Linked DNA regions of Pan troglodytes: region 1 is linked to region 2. A link is a contact called in public capture Hi-C data. All regions are on one chromosome and are shown on one strand. The core of a region is the stretch at or near the end of the contact, and the rest is flanking DNA. Distances in the headings are between cores, read along the strand shown. Region 1 has its middle 34 kb from the start of CCNL1. Region 2 overlaps KCNAB1 (potassium voltage-gated channel subfamily A regulatory beta subunit 1).

Region 1 (5,349 bases), core at 18-2,517, 590 kb before region 2:
TCTTGGGGACATATAGGACCTTTTAGGGGACCCTCGGCAAGTGGCCACCGTCTGGCCTCGGGCAGGCCTCCCTGGCGCCGCCAGCAGCTGGGTAGTAGCCGGGAAGGGCGCCCTCAGTCCCACGCTCACCTTGGGTCTGGGCCCACATTAAGCACTTTTTTCTTCATGCGCCATTTCCTCCATCAAAAAGTATTAAAAATTATATTTTATGGCTTTATTGATGAAAAGTAAAGGTATTCCAGTCTGGGTTGATTACTATATATTCATTATTATTAATTACTTTCGTTATTTATTTTTCCTTACGATTTTAATAGCAATGTAATTTCACAGCAATGAATGATGAGTCGCATTTTGGCCACAAGGGGGTAGCATGGGGTCACTAGATGCTCACGGGAAATTGGGTGGGGGGCGCCTGGTAAACAGTGGGAAAGACAGCAACAGCCACCACCTCTGACTCACAAAGGGCTCTTGCTTCTCACCGCGTTTCCTCAGAGAGTGTCGTGTTTGCTCCTCACCACATGAGACCCAGAAAGCCAGCGGGTGGGGCAGGAGTTATTGCCCCACTCAAGGGCCAGGAAAGGGAGGCTCCCCCTGGGAGGGTCAGTGTCATGCGGGGTCACACGGTGGCAGAGGCAGGCGAATTCCTGGCTCCTGCTGTAGTGCTCCTCCCTCGGAGCCCCAGACAACCCGGATACTCTAAGCAGATGGGACAGGGACCAAGAAGCAAAACCTCTCCTCATATTGTTGCCCAGCTCAGCCCTGCCATGAGCACCCCAAATCATCGCTGGAGAGCCCCGCAGACCCCAAAGCACTGCTCGACTTTCCACCTCTGGGCAGAAGAGACCCTACATTCCACGCGTGGGCCCTACCCCAGCCTCCCTCGGGGCCAAGCACGCCTTTGTTCGCTCTCTTCCTGACCACACGCAGCACGAGCCTCTAGGTGGGAGAGACGAGACACTCGTTCCCCTCCCTTGGAAGCTGAGCAATCACATCAAAGGCGTACAAAAGGCAATTCACTGTGCAAAGGGAACAGAAAGAAATAAGTGCTCTATGGGCTCTGAGCGCTCGGGAAGGAGGTACAGCAAAGAAGGAAAGGCCAGAAACAAAACCAAACAAAACACAAGGTATAAAATGATCCGATCTTGGGGAGGCGGTTTTCTACCTCCTGGGAGGAACACCCAGCGTGTTGCCTGGCAGAGTGTACTGGGCACATGAAGAACAATAGGCCTTTCTCTCCAGCAGCCGAGCACATGCCAGGAGAAAAGGAGCCCCTTCTTAGGAAGGCTAAGTCCGCGCAGGGGCAGGGCCAGTGTAGGAAGCTAGTTTATAACACAGATACTTGCACTGAGCCTCCTTCTGAAAAGGTGGGGGGCAGGGGGTGCATAAACCCATGTGAAAATAAAAAGAAGACTTTTCTTACTGGATGAGAGAAAAAAGATTGTTCAGTTTTTTAGGTGAAACATAAGATGCCAACTGACCCTGAAATAGATGTGTCAAAAGGCAACCTGGGGCGGTTTGTTCTTTTACAGGAAGCACCTTTGTGGCCCAGAAGGTGCCAAAAACATCCTGGGGATAAGCAGTCCTTAGCAAAGAGGGGCCAGGCCTGAGGTGGGGGAGGTGGCCTTACACGGAGGCCCTGGAGAAGTGAAACAGGTAGGTGGGGGCCCCTGGGTGCTTCGGGTGCTCCAGGGACAGAGGTGGCATCCACCCACTAAGCAGGGTCACTGGATAGGCAGGAATCCCTCCCCACTCACACGCAGAGTGACCCCAGTGCTGGTCTGGTTAGGCAGGCCCGACTGGAGGAGGAATGACAGGCCTGCCACACAGATGAGGAGTAGAGTCGCAGTTCATCGTTTCTGGCTCTCCTCCGTCCCACCCCTGACCCCTCCACGGGATTGGTGAGTGGAGGTGACAGTCTAGTCTAGATTGGGAAGAGAGAGACTGAGAAACCAGACCGAGAAAAGGAAGGGAGCCCTTGGCAGAATGCCTGGCATTCCTGAGGCTGTGGATTCTGTACCTTCCTGGGAGGAGGAGAGGCATGGCAGTCACAAGCCACGGCTATCCCCGGCAGAACCAGCCTGGCTGTGTTCAGGAACTCTGATAGAGGATGACTGACTTCAGAATTGAAGAGGGCTTTTAGGATGATCTGATCCTCTCCTGTTGGTACTAGAAGGGACTCTGGGGAAAACACAGTCAAACCCTGATGAGTCCCAAAGAGATGATGTGACTTGGTGAATGCTCCATTTCTGTCTGGTCAGAGGACAGAAGCAGGAAGCCCTGGTTTCCTGATTTATGGCTCAGAGCTCTTGCTGGTAGATGACACTACCTCAAAAATGGAAGGTAAAGGTAGCCTGGAGGAGTCCTGAGAGCTGGACCCACGGCGTTGAGGGGCAAAGTGAACCTTAATTTTAAAGTCAGACCAGAGACAGAGCTCAGCCATCCAAACAATGTGATTTATCAGAGTAGCTGGGGAAAAAAAAAAAACACAACCAGCCCAAGAAGTCACATGATAGGGAGGTTGGTGGGCAGGGCTTATGACATGGTGTCTCAGGTTCCTTTCATCTCCAGTGTTCTGAGACCTGCTCTTCTGAGAGTCTGAGGCTCCAGGGAGATCACAGGGAGTCGATGCTGACTCGAGAAGAGGGCTGTGAGAGCCTGGCCATGACTCAGTCCACTGGGGCTTCCGTGGACCACTCTGTTAGCTCTGAGTCCACAGCCACTTCTGTGATTCTGGCTGGCACAATTGCCCAAGGCCTTCAGTGGTGAGTCAGTAGAAAGGGACAGGATAACTCATTGCCCTGGTGGAGAGGCCTCTCACCCCAAGCCTCCCACCAGTGCCTTCCTCGTCCCTCTTTGTTCCTTGGAGAAAGCAAAGGGCTGCTTGCCTCACCCAGAGGCTTCCACAATTCAGCTGTCAGAGACTCCCTCTTGGCCCGGGGGTGGTGGAGGCCTGACAGTGTGCATTAGAAGATCAGCTGGGGTTCTTGAGATAGCCAGATTTCTTCAAATGCTTATTTTGCCAAAAGATAAAAGGAGCAAAGGGCTTAGATTTGGAAGGGACTTTAGGGACAGCTAAGGCTATAATTTCACAGATGAAGAAACTGAAGTACTGGCAGATTGTGTACTTTCCCCAAGATTACACAGAGCCTCTTTCCTCTCTGTCACCATTATTCCTGGCTGACCCACAGGCAAGGGGGAGGGTGTTCTCTGAGAGGTGAATCACAGGCCCAGCTCATGCACCTGGGCCTCTTCTGTAATAGGCAGAGGACTGGTCCCCCAAAGACGTCCATTCCCCAATCTCTGAAACTTGTGAATATACAGTGTTACTCTATATAGCAAAAAGGACTTTGCAAATGTGATCAAGTATCTTGAGATGAAAAGATTATTCTGGATTATCCGGATTACTGGGGGAGTCCAATGTCATCACAAGGGTCCTTCTACATGAAAGGAGGAGGCAGGGGAGCCAGGGTCAGAGAAGAATTTGAAGATGCTACCCTGCTGCTGGCGGGGAAGGGGCCATGAGCTGAGAAATGCAGGTGGCCTTTGGAAGCTGGAAAGTAAGGAAACAGATTCTGCCCTAGAGCCTCCAGAAGGAATGCAGCCCGGCCTACACCTTGATGTTAGCCCGGTGAAACCCATCCTGACCTGCCAAGCTTTGCTATGTGATTTGTTATAGCACCAATGGGAACCCATACATGTCCCTGCACCTCCCCACCCCACTGCTCTCTAGTTTGTGGTTTTAAAGAACATGCTTGAAAACTAAGTCATCCCCCTCCCCCTGATTTTTACTTAATGAGATATAAGAATAAATAATTGGAAAAACTACAGGAAAGACACTAAGTCCCTTTCATTCAATAATGAAACCTGTAGAAGATCGATCAAGTTGGACCCAGTTGGATACAAAAAGTAACCAACTTAATTCTCTTTCATTGCCATCTTTTTAAGCTCACTCTGTTGAATTATTCTTCAACTTTCCTGGATGAAATGCCAGGCATATTCCAAAGCTTTTCTGGTCGCTTTCAGGTTTTACTAAACATCTAATTTTTGGTCTGGAAAGTTCAGTCCAGTCTCCCATCAAAGCTTCAATGTCTCATCCAATATAAAGCTTTTTTTCTGCCCTAATTTGGGCCTGATGAGGCCCCAAGGCCTACAGAAATGAAGAGCAGGTGCTGGGGAGTAAGATGGTCAGTTTCCTAACTAGTTTCCCTCCTTATTCTTCCACTGCTCTGCCACTCACTCTGCTGCCTCTGGCTCCTTCGAGGGTGGGAGAGGGTAAATGGGAGGGAGGAGAGGTAAGGGGCAGCTAAGACTTCATTGACTCAGTGTGTGGCTCTTCACTCAGCGAGCCTTTCAGAGACATCCAACCACACAGTTCTCTGGCAAGGCAACCTAATCACTGGCGGTCCCCTAACAACTCTCCCCTCAGTTCCTACATCAATACTACCCCTGCAAGAACCCAGTTTTCTGTTGGTGCCATCTCACTCCTGCAGCTATCTCCTTGGGTGGGGTCTCCTTTGAGATGACACCCCAAAGCTAAGCTCCTCTCTCTGCTGTGCTCAGCTCACTTAATCAGTGAGCTTCACTGATTAATCACTCTTCACTCCTCAATCCCAGGTAGCTCCTGCCGTCACTCAACTTAGATTTTTTTCAGGTTAGCTTCAGTGTGATGAACTGTCCTAAGCCATTTTGGCCAGCCGTGACCATTGGATTTTTTTGCGGTAGATAATAGTAGCCGCTACTATGTAGAGGGAAGATGAGGGTTGGTTATTCCTCCATAATTCTGCTATTGGGTTATCATGAAAGATGCTTTCCTTTGCATGAAAGGTTAATTGAGGGCGAATATGATGATATTGTAGAGGCAAGATTCAAATAAACTAGAGGGTTAGCATCAGACAGCCAGATTCCTTTGAACCAGTTGCTGGTTATAGGATCACTTAAGGATCAAGCTTTAGGTGACTTTAAGGGCTTATGCTGCAGTCTCCCCTAAATCTATACCCAATTAATGCAAGTGTGAGGAGAGTCTTTCAAATATTTTGAATATTGCTAATTTCACAACATGAAATCCATTTTAAGTATTCATTATGCTGATTAGCAAAGCCTCTGGTGTTGCTCAAAGGTAAAGATAATCTTATATATCCTCATGGTAGCTGCCTCTGGAGTGTGGGTAAGAGTACAGCTTAGCAAACACACACAGTATCACCCGGCCTATGTCGAAGCATATCAGATTACATCACAGGCATCATAAAACTCAGCCTCCAGTCTTTGTTTTCCTAAACTCTTGGGACACAGGTCGTTTAGGACAGAGAGTTCTTAGTCCTCCTAAAAACCTTCTGCCCACATTCTTTTTTT
Region 2 (5,281 bases), core at 1,629-4,128:
ATATTACAGTTCTTCTTCTGTAAACCTCAGAGTGATTTCTGTGTGGGGAACTTGCTGACCAGAAAATTAAATGAGAATTTTGCACATCCTCAGATAGCCAAATAGAGTTAAAGGGCCACTCCCACACCACCCCCTTCAAAAAAAAAACAAAACATGTTTTCTCTCTTTTTACAGATATTGACACAGTATAGTCTCACAATTTTTCTCAAGTGGGATATTAATGAGGGTAAGTAGCCAATAGTGGCAGGGCTAGATACACCTCAGATTTCGAGTGCAACAAGGGTAAGCCCCATTAATCCATGCAAAGAACTTTCATGCATATAGTTTAGTGCATATAATATGATTATAGAACCAGAAGTTCTTTAACATTTTGCTTTTCACTAGGCAAGTTAATTTACCCAGCATATTCTGAATAGTGACATAGCATTTTTCACAAAGCCAGTGGTTGACTTTCATGTTAACAATGCCTCAAAAATACCAAACATTATATTATAAAATCCCAGTGCTAATTAAACAATGAACATTTGCCTTCCTGGGTATTTTACAGGTTTACTTAAAAAACTGAGCATGTGTATGTTTATTTGTAAAGCTCAAATATTTAAACTTGCAGAAGTTGTGCCTATAAGCAGTTGAAAGTATAAAGCAGGTTTTAATAAAATGTAGTAAAAAATGAACACCTAATTGCAGATACATTGCATTTTCTTTGAAGCTAAGTTTCCATAGCAGTGTAGCCCTCTCTTTTATAAATCAGCTGCAATGTCACTAAAGATTGGGTATTCATCCTTTTACTGTCTCTACTTGTAAGTGGACATAACATTAGAATCCTAATAGACATTCTGGATAAGTTGTACAAGGCCATTCTTGGGGCCAAGCAACAGTAAATATTTGAAAGGTAATAAAACAAATACCTAGAAATTTTTGTTTTATTGAATAACAAATGGAACAAAACTTGTTAGTATGAATGTGAAAATAGAAAAAAAATATATAAAATTCTTTCTGCTTATTCTTCCAAGCAAGACTTTTGAGTGAAGATACTGTTTTTTTTTTTGCAGTGAGATATATTTTTAATAACTATTTACTTAACAATAATCTATTTACTAAGAAAAATCTCTCAATTCTTTTCCTTCACTGAATTTAGTCTATCTACTCTGTTTCTTATGCAACTCACATTGCATCTGTGGATTTTGTTCTTTTGAAAAAATATATCTGTACAGCCTTCTTTGAGTTACCAAATGCCTGAAGGTAGTACCACACCCCCTGGCCCCCATATTCTTCCCATTGCATAAGCATGAGGTGTATACAGCAATGCAAGAATAGGTGACTCCAGTCCAAGATAAGAAAATAGAATGGCTTTTCTTGGTTGTGAGTTTTCAGATGTGCACAGTGGTAGCGACAGCAGACACCTCAAAGAATCCAGGGAGGGACACTAGAGGTTGAGCAGCAAGCTGCTAAGTGATTCAAAAGACTGGTTAGTAACACCTTTCTGTACTGGGCACAGGCCGCTATTTTAACCATGCAGCTTCTGTGGTTCATGCATTGCCTTATGATCTATAGTCCTTCTTGCTGTAGGGCTTGTTGCGCAGTATGTTATCAATCTCATTTACCACATGTGATGTCATCTTTGGGAGAACCTGAGAGCAGGAGGAGAAGTACAAAGGATATTGTTAGCAGTGTTGATCATTCAGTTTTTTGTGCTCTATATTTAGCAAAGTAATCTAGAATCATATATCTTCATAAACCACAGCTGAAATCTAAGCCCCCCGCCCCCAACACCATCACATTGTAAGCTCCTTGAGGTCAGGGGCCTTGCTGATTGACTGCATAAATGAAGGCATAAAGGCATAAGTGAAGGCTCATAGAAATATAGAGCAGCTCTATCCAACAGAAATATAATGCAAGCCACATTTGTAATTTTAAATTTTCTATTAGATACCTTAAAAAGAACAGTGAAATTAATACATGTTTTTACTTCATTATATCCAAAACATTATTTCAACATGTAATCAATATAGAAAAGATACTTGACAGTTGTTTTTGGTATAAGTCACATCTTGTGAACATGTTACACTTAAAGCACATCTCTGTTTGGACTCACCATCTTTCCCGCATACAATAGCCACATGTGGCTAGAACCATAGTAGTACACAGCACAGGTCTAGAGACTAAGGAGAGATTTATTCTGACTGGTGGTCTTATCCCTGGTGAAGGATGGCTGGGGTTTAACAGGCATCCCAGGTAGATGGAATAGCATGGAAAAGTGAACTGGAGTGATAGTATACAGTGATTGGTGTAGGTGTGGGGATGCTAAGAACAGGATACGGATGGTAAGAATGGGATAAGAGTGTGGAAAGCCTTGAATGCCATTTTATGGAGTCCCCACTTTAGGCAGTGGGGAACCTGTCAGGACTTCTGATCTAGGAGTAACCCTATCAGACACCTGGAGGTAGTTTGAAGGATGAGCTGGAGGAGGTTGAAAGGGGACACAGATGTTAGATATGTATTACAATCCAAGCCAGGCAATAGGGCCTTAACTAGGGCAGTGGAGCAGAAAAGTGGACCTGAGAGACATTTTGGGGGAAGATGGTGGTTTCAAGACTGAGTAACTAGAAGTATATTGGTATTGATTATTGAGATTAGAAACCAAAGGAGTAGTAGTTTGGGGAATAAGAAGTTGGGAGGGAATAGGATGTGTTGAGTGTAAAGTGCCTGTGGAATATCCACCTAGGAGTGACTGAGCAGCTGCAAGTGCAGCTGTGGAGCTTAGTAGCTGCCGGAGTACTGGAGTTGAGGGTTTGTGAGTCATTTGCACCGACACGCTGACTGAAGCCCCGGGAAAGGATGAGCTCATCCAAGGCTAGCATTTACTGTGAGAAGTGGGCCAAGGGTACACATTACACCATAAGACAAGGGACAAAGGCAGACTTTCTCACTGGAAAAGTCTGACCCTGTGTGGAGACTGTGGTGAAATACAATTCTGACGACCAATTCTGAGGTTTCAACCTCATTCTTCCTTTGTTGCAATCCTGCTGGCCAAGGTGACCTTGTCTCCAGTCAAGTGCTATCCTCAGAAGCCTTAGGGTTTGGCAAAATAGAGCTGCCAGCCTGGGAAACTTCATTCTGGTTAATGTTTTACTGTCTGAAGCTGAAGGAAGAATTTGGTTTCCCACTAGCTCTGGAATTTCAGTGTCCAAACAGCGAATGTGTTATTTAAAATGAGATTGTAACAATGAGACCAAAAACCTAGAAATTGGATTTGTTGGATTTTTTTTTTTTTTTTTGTCTAAAATACAGCGGGTTAGCCACGTGAGGAGAAGAATCCTTCATTCATTACACCAAAGCAAATCTCTATAGGAAAGAGATTTAAACATTAAAAAAATGAAACCATAAAAGTACTCGAATAAAACAAGACATAGTATCACAAGACCAGAATTTTCAAGAGAAGCCCCACTTTGAAACACTGTAAACTACTACAGATTTTACAAACACCCCACAGGCTACTAGTTTTGCAAACTTGATGTTACACTGCCTGGGATAGGTGGTGGGTTGCGGGAGGTCTGGCTAATGTTGCTGGGGCTGGCTGGGCATTAGTAAAGTCCTCCCAGGATTGGGTTCCTATTGATCTGGAACTTGGGGATGGAGTAGGATTTTGCTAGGCTGGGATAGTGGTCAGTTTGTAGGCAGAGGGCCACTGTTATGGCCGAAGCTCTTGAGTGGTTGAGAGCGGCTCAAGATTGAGATTCCAGGAAGGTGTGGTGGGGAGTGATGAGGCCCGACTGCTGTGGAGCCTGGCCTTCTCTGATGGGTGATGGGAAGCCTCAGAAGGGTTTTAAGGCATGTGGGGAGGAGGGGGAGAGGCGGTTCTCCCACCTTTTAGGTGGGAGTGGGGAGGATGGAACCTGTGCAGGTGAAGGTGGGCTGCCTGCAGCTGTGGTTTCTCCTCTTGTCTCTCCCATCTGTCGGGTTCTGATTTATATACGCCCCTTCGTTCCTGCACATCTTAGGCACATGGCATCCCTTGAAGCAGCTGCCTTCCCAGCCTACTAGAAATATTTTCTTACAACTGCTGGTGCTCCGTATTTTCTATCCTTTTGCAGCCAGTCCCACCACTGCTGGGCACCCCTAGTCACCCAGTCTGCTTTTCACCATGTTGTGGGGCCCAATCACAACTCGTCTTGGGTGGACTTTAGTGCTGGGTATGGGGGAGGTGAAGTAGAACAGGGGAGGATTGGTAAGCCCGCAATGGTAGCAGTCTTGCTGCATGGATAATGTCCCCTTTAGGATAGGCAAAGCCTCATCCTGCTGCCAGCCAAAGCCTTGCTAGGGAGGAAATGTTTTGGGAAGAAAAATTACTCAAGAGTTTTCCTCTGAAATATGTCCCCTTCCCTGTCAGCTGCCTTGCCTATTTCCACAGCTTTTAAAACTCAGCCCTAGACTTGCCTCATATGCCATCCCTAGGCACTATGACTGCCCCCAGGAATGGCAGTGATCTCCCTGTATTAGCATGATAAGAATCCTCAATTCCTCCCTCTTCTGCCAAGCCATGGTGTCTCTCTTTCCCAAACCTGCAGAATCCATCCATTTCTCTCCCCCTCCATGGCCACTACCCTCATTCAAGCCACCATCGCCTCCTGCCTGGATGACTGCCCTTGCCCTTCATTCTACTTTATGCATGGCAGCCAGAGTGACCTTCAAACATTCAAATAGGAGCATGTCCCTCCTCTTAAAACCCTCCACAAGGACTTGTTACATGTAGCATGAACTCTAACCCCATGGTGTCCTGCGAGACCTGGCCCTGCCTGTCTCTCCACGTCAGTGCATCTGCTGTCCCTGTGCTCAACTACGTGTTGACCACATTGGCCTTAGCTGGCAGTTCCTGGGAAAAGTCAAGGTCTTTCCCATCTCAGGGCCTTTCCACTGCTCTTCCCTGTCCCTGGAATGCACTTTCCTGGACTCTTCACATGCTGTGTGAAGACATGTGAATGGTTGTCAAAGAATGTAAAAAATGAAGGCACATGAAGCCCTCGGAATAAACATATTCCAGAGGGGCTTTTTGCAAAAACATTTAATGTAGGCTCACCCATTTCTCAGTCTCAGTAAAATAAACATTTATTTACTTAATAGCCCTTTTCACAACCTGAAATCATTTTGCATATTTATCTGTCTCTCCTACTGGCACGTAAAAAATCCCTTGAAGGTTAGACAGTGTTTTTCTTCTTTCCTGTGTTATCTCCAGTACCTGGTATACAATAGGCTCTCAAAGATCTGTTGAATGAATCAAGGG

Evidence for each region. Capture Hi-C pulls out chosen DNA fragments and counts their contacts.
Region 1: a capture Hi-C map of stem cell-derived neural stem cells shows a contact between it and region 2, with 6 times the contacts expected there. The contact joins two enhancer-like sites. A contact is called at or near these places in 3 of 7 Hi-C or Micro-C datasets (induced pluripotent stem cells and stem cell-derived neural progenitor cells) and 1 of 1 other capture datasets (stem cell-derived neural stem cells).

Annotation. Positions count from the first base shown.
Region 1 is chr2:160,326,144-160,331,492 of NHGRI_mPanTro3-v2.0_pri, reverse strand. No RefSeq gene overlaps it. Among named protein-coding and RNA genes, the nearest start is that of CCNL1, 34 kb to the left of the region's middle. Within about 2 kb of position 1,267, at least 14 of the 24 cell types and tissues checked have an H3K27ac peak or open chromatin away from gene starts, as enhancers often do. A contact at or near this core is called in induced pluripotent stem cells, stem cell-derived neural progenitor cells and stem cell-derived neural stem cells, where this site is marked.
Region 2 is chr2:159,742,673-159,747,953 of NHGRI_mPanTro3-v2.0_pri, reverse strand. It overlaps KCNAB1 (potassium voltage-gated channel subfamily A regulatory beta subunit 1), which reads right to left. Exons shown (of 14, transcript XM_016942215.4): 14 at 1-1,631. The coding sequence ends at 1,542. Among named protein-coding and RNA genes, the nearest start is that of SSR3, 20 kb to the left of the region's middle. Within about 2 kb of position 2,878, at least 16 of the 24 cell types and tissues checked have an H3K27ac peak or open chromatin away from gene starts, as enhancers often do. A contact at or near this core is called in induced pluripotent stem cells, stem cell-derived neural progenitor cells and stem cell-derived neural stem cells, where this site is marked.